Linked DNA regions of Mus musculus: region 2 is linked to region 1. A link is a contact called in public Hi-C data. All regions are on one chromosome and are shown on one strand. The core of a region is the stretch at or near the end of the contact, and the rest is flanking DNA. Distances in the headings are between cores, read along the strand shown.

Evidence for each region. A called contact is a pair of places that touch in the nucleus more often than the background predicts.
Region 2: a Hi-C map of the N1E-115 cell line shows a contact between it and region 1, with 3 times the contacts expected there. The contact joins two enhancer-like sites. A contact is called at or near these places in 1 of 15 datasets of contacts at CTCF or cohesin (the NIH/3T3 cell line), 9 of 484 Hi-C or Micro-C datasets (the AML12 cell line, the C2C12 cell line, the N1E-115 cell line and 5 more) and 1 of 115 datasets of contacts at active chromatin or transcription factors (embryonic basal ganglia).

What each region holds. Positions count from the first base shown.
Region 1 is chr6:118,640,826-118,643,448 of GRCm38.p6, forward strand. The region is part of intron 29 of Cacna1c (calcium channel, voltage-dependent, L type, alpha 1C subunit); the gene reads right to left. Among named protein-coding and RNA genes, the nearest start is that of Gm38887, 46 kb to the left of the region's middle. Within about 2 kb of position 1,301, at least 6 of the 459 cell types and tissues checked have an H3K27ac peak or open chromatin away from gene starts, as enhancers often do. A contact at or near this core is called in the N1E-115 cell line, where this site is marked.
Region 2 is chr6:119,120,504-119,123,126 of GRCm38.p6, forward strand. It overlaps a transcript of Cacna1c not described here. Among named protein-coding and RNA genes, the nearest start is that of Cacna1c, 13 kb to the left of the region's middle. Within about 2 kb of position 1,323, at least 4 of the 459 cell types and tissues checked have an H3K27ac peak or open chromatin away from gene starts, as enhancers often do. A contact at or near this core is called in the N1E-115 cell line, where this site is marked.

The sequences.
Region 1 (2,623 bases), core at 51-2,550:
TGTCCTCTAGCAGATCACCTTGTGGAAATCACTGGGTGTGGAAACCAAGTTCCCTTGTTGCCAAAGGCTCTGGTGGACACCCAGCCCTGCCACTCACATGCACAGCTGGAACGCAGTGGGGTCTGAGCAACTCTGAGGGTGGAGAGTCCCTTTAAGAGGCAGCTTTTCACCCTGACCTATAGACCCATATTCCCATCCCTCTATCCCTTGGCCCATTGGTCCTTTCCCATCCCTCTATCCCTTGGCCCATTGGTCCTTTCCCATCCCTCTATCCCTTGGCCCATTGGTCCTTTCCCATCCTTCTATCCCTTGGCCCATTGGTCCTCTCAGCTGGACCTTGAGGATGGCTTCAGACCCAACTTCAAGATTTCTTCCTTTTGTTGCTTTCTTCTTCCCACTATTTCAAGAATCATTACCTCCTACCTGCCCCACACCAGTTCCAGAAACAAAGCCCACACCCACCAGTTTGGTAGTAAATAGGTTGTCCAAGGGAGACACCTGGCCAAGTCCTTATATGAGGGGTCTGGAAGAATATTTCTTCTGTAAGCTCTGGTGTGAAAGAGTTAAGTGTTTTCTTTTGTATGCACATAGATGCATGCATGCACACCCATTACCCCTACCCTTCATTTTTTTCCCATGAGAATTTGGGCCTCGGGTGTAGAACAGAGAGGAAAGTGGGGGACACAGACCCTTTTTAAAAATAAAATCAGTTTAACCAGAACCAGTTTATACTTGCCACCCATCTTTCCTTGGGTGAGTGGGCTTCCTATAGTTGGAAAATCAGGGCTAGAGAACATTGTGCTGGCTCTTTTAGAAGTGGCAAACCAAACCTCTGTCTTCCCAACTCCTCAGAGCCAGTGAAGAGAGATGCCTGCAGAAAAGATGGTGTGTATCTAGCCAGAAGTCTTCTCTCACCATCCACCACATCCTAAATCCTGAGTGGCCTCCCCTTTCAAATTACCAGGATCTTCACATGAGATCAGAATGTGGGTTCTCCCTTCTGGCCTAGCTAGGGAAAGTTGGGCGTGGTCCCCATTGTCAAAGTCTGATCATTGCTTTCTAGCCTCCTCTCCCTGGGCAGAGCTTCTGAGCAATGGACAGCTAATTAGCATTTGCTTCAGCAGATCATTTTCAGGAAGGAAACATGACTACAAAAGTTTTACATTTCACCTGCACGAGGATTTTGTATTTTCTTCTCTTTTGGATTAGTTGTACCTCGATTCAATGATGTCATGGGAGCCCTACTCTGTTGACACAGGCAGTGTTCCTAACTAAATGATCTTTGGAGGCAGTTGGCTCAAATCCTATGCTGCCACTTTCTAACTGGGCAGCTGTGTGTGTCAGATTCCTATCACCATGACAAAGTACTCGTGGGAATCAGTGAGAAAGGAAGGCTCAGGATTTGAATTCGTGGTGTTGTTTCTGTTGCTTTGGGTCTCTGGTGAGGCAGCTCACAATGGTAGAACAGGTCTGTTTATCGCATGGTGGTCAAGCAAAGGAAACAGAAAGGGCCTCTATACGTCAAAGACACTCTGGCAAGGACCTAGCTTCCTCCTGTTGCAGGATTTTTCCTGTCCAATCACATTAGGTGGGAGGCTTGTGATTAGACAGGAGAAGGGAGGCAGAGCAAGGAGTTGAGACAGAGAGTTCGAGGTCTCAGAAGGAGAGAGAGAAGCCAACATGGAGGCAGACAGACAGGAAGAAGATCCTGATCTGTGTGGTTTTAACAGCCATAAGAAGCTAAGATTTTTCACAAGGTTAGAATAATTGGGGTAAAGCTTTTATCATTGTCAGTTGGCTCTGAAATTATTGTATTGGCATCTTGTCAATTGTGATCTTATTGTTAAATAAATCTAATTGGATAATTAAGCTTTAAGAGTCATGTTTCTACAGAGTAATTAGGTGTTGAGATGGCTACTGTGTGGTGCATGGGGTGTTGCATAGAAGCAAGAGGAACTGGGGGGGGGGGCAGTCCAAGGGATGGCCTGGTGGGAGCCCTGTGGCCTCTCAAAGCTGGAGAGTTAGCAGGGCTGAGAGATGGAGCAAGTGAGATCACCTGGTGCGGGGCTAGCTCTAGAGAGTTGTTGGCTGCAGCAGGAGTGCAGGAGCTTGGCCTGGTCCCACTGAGAGTTGGCAAGTTCATTTTTTTTTTAATATTTCCCGCAACATCCTCCCACTAGGGCCCTACTTCTAAAGGTCCAGCTGCATCTCAATAGAGTCAAGATCCAAACTGTAGCACCAAGAGTGAGCAAATAGCTTAGACTCTGTGTCTGTTTTCCTATGTAGAAAATGGGGCTGATCTTAGCATTAAGGTGACGTTTACAAGATACCACACATACAAAGCACTCAGACCAGTAATCTGGAGGGAGCTCTAAATTCATATTAGTTTTGTCATCGTTACTAGAGTCAACCTGCCTGCCTCATTGTTAAGTAGCATCCACAGGTCATGTGGGGCTGAGCCAAACAGAAATCAACACGAGGCATCTAGAAGCAATACATGCAGAAGGAACAGAAAGAGGGAAAGCTTCTTGGGCTGGCCAAGGCTCTTTCTGCTCACCATCTATCTGGTTACTATTCTTGAGATGCTCTTAGAGCAGTCAGGCAGGCAGTGTTGACACTGTGA
Region 2 (2,623 bases), core at 73-2,572, 480 kb after region 1:
ACTAACTCTGTTCTACCTAACCTTTGAAGTGGAAAGTACTTGATAAACATTTGACAGATGGATGGGTGGATGGGTGGATGGGTGGATGGATGGATGGATGGATGGATGGATGGATAGGTGGGTGGGTGAGTGGATGAATGGGTGAATGTATGGATGAGTGGATGGATGGATGGATGGATGGATGGATGGATGGATGGATGGATGGATAGGTGGGTGGGTGAGTGGATGAATGATGAATGGGTGAATGTATGGATGGATGGATGGATGGATAGGTGAGTGGGTGGATGGGTGGATGGGTGGGTGGGTGGATGGATGGATGGATGGATGGATCGATGGATGGATGGATGGATAGGTGAGTGGGTGGATGGGTGGATGGGTGGATGGATGGATGGATGGATGGATGGATGGATGGATGGATGGATAGGTGAGTGGGTGGATGGGTGGATGGGTGGATGGGTGGATGGATGGATGGATGGATGGATGGATGGATGGATGGATGGATAGGTGAGTGGGTGGATGGGTGGATGGGTGGATGGATGGATGGATGGATGGATGGATGGATGGGTAGGTGAATTTATGGGCAGATGAATGATGGATAGGTGACTTATTTGTCACTGAAGGTAATAGAGAGTTAATACAATGGCTAATGGTATAATTTCAGGCTGATAAGAGAAAACAATGAGGACCAAGAGACCTGTCCTCCTTCCTTCAATCACTTCACAAAAGTATGTACATGAAAGGCTGGCCTTGAGCTGGTAGATAATGTTCCACAAAAAAAAAAAAAAAAAAAAATCTCCCTGGGAGGTTATCAGGGAGATTAGTTCAAAAGGAGTCCAGCGAGTTACTTTGCTGAGCAGATGCTTCACTGGGGGACTCTGCTTGAAGACTTGAGCTCTTATCTTACCACTGAGAGGCCTGCATTGCTGCATTGCTGCATTGCTGCATTGCTGCATTGTGTGCGTGAAGCCCCAGGGACCATCAAACACAGCCTCTGTCTTTTACCATTCGTACCCACAAAAGGTGTGTTTACTTTCATAACACTTTCAGCTGGATTCGCCCATTTTCCTTTCCTTGTGTCTGTCTTTTATAAGCTCTGTTTCGACAAAAGTCACATAAAGGAATGCCTCGCTAAACATCTGGACCCAAGCGGACAAGACATTGCTGTGGAAGTAGATTGGACCCTTGGGGAATGACTCGACTGAGGAAAAAAATAAGATCAGGCAATGAAAAAAAAAGAAAGAAAGAAAGAAATGTTGTAGAAGCCAGACCTGTCCCTGTGATGACTGGAAACAGACACTTAAAGCTGTCTGAGCAGTCATCCTGACTCCAAGATGCCAGGCACAAACCCAGCGTGCTTAATAGTGTTTAATAGCCTGCGTCCAGCCATCTCCAGGAACAGGTTCTGAATCATAGTCCAACACTCCGCTCATTTTGTGGTTCTTTGGCTTGTCAAAGCCTTGCCCTAAATTTGTTCATTATTTAAAAACAAATTTTTTATCTTTTTGAAAAAGAATGTGGGGGGGGGGGGGGGATGGTATGAGCACATGAGTACAGTTGGCTCCAGGGGCAAGAAGAGGGTGTCAGATTCCCTCTTATGGGTGGTTATAAGACACCCAACATAGGTGCTGGGAACTAAACTCAGGCCTTATGCAACAACTGTATGTACTCTAAACTGCTTCGCCAACTCTCCAGCCCCATGAACCTTGTGTCTCAAGTGGCCTTGTGTATCAGCAAAGGTAAGAAAGCAATTACCCAGGAAGCAGCTAACAGAACCGACTGCAAGCAATAAGAAGGCTTCCAAAGATTGTGTCACCCTTTCAGAGAGGGTCTGCTGTTATGCTGTTGGGTTAAGTGGCTGCCCACACAATGTCATCCACATGAAGAGGAAAGTCGCAGTAACCCTCAGGTCTGCATAGTCTCCAGCAGAGTGCCATAGTGACTCAAATTCCATGAATGGAAATGTAATCTTTAGGTTAAACAGTGACTCATTAATATCCTATCTTAAAGTATGATATCCCTTTGAGAAAGAACTCTTCCTGTTCCTTTCTTTTTTTTTTTTTTTTTTTTTTTTTTTTGGTTTTTCGAGACAGGGTTTCTCTGTGTATCCCTGGCTGTCCTGGAACTCACTTTGTAGACCAGGCTGGCCTCGAACTCAGAAATCCGCCTGCTTCTGCCTCCCAAGTTCTGGGATTAAAGGCATGCGCCACCACCGCCCAGCATTCTTTCTGTTTCTAAATCACAACAGCTCAATAGATTCCTATCCTCTCAAGACTCTCAAGTACAGTATGGCAGGACTTGGGTCATGCCACGTGCACAGTCTGTGTTGTAATTTGTTTGTCTGTGGTTTTTGGGGTAGGAAGAGGTGTGCTGGTCAGTCTTTTGTCAACTTCACACAGGTCAGAGTTGTCTGGGAGAAAGAAAAACCTCAACTGAGAAAATGTCTTCATCAGATTGGCCGATAGGCAAGCCTGTGGGTGGTTTCCTTAATTGATTATTGGTGTGGGAGGGCCCAGTTCACTGTGGGCAGTGCCACCTCTCGGCAATTGGTCCTGGGATATATGAGAAAGTGGCTGAGCAAGCCAGTAAGCAGCACCCCTTCATGGCCTCTTCTTCAGTTCTTGAC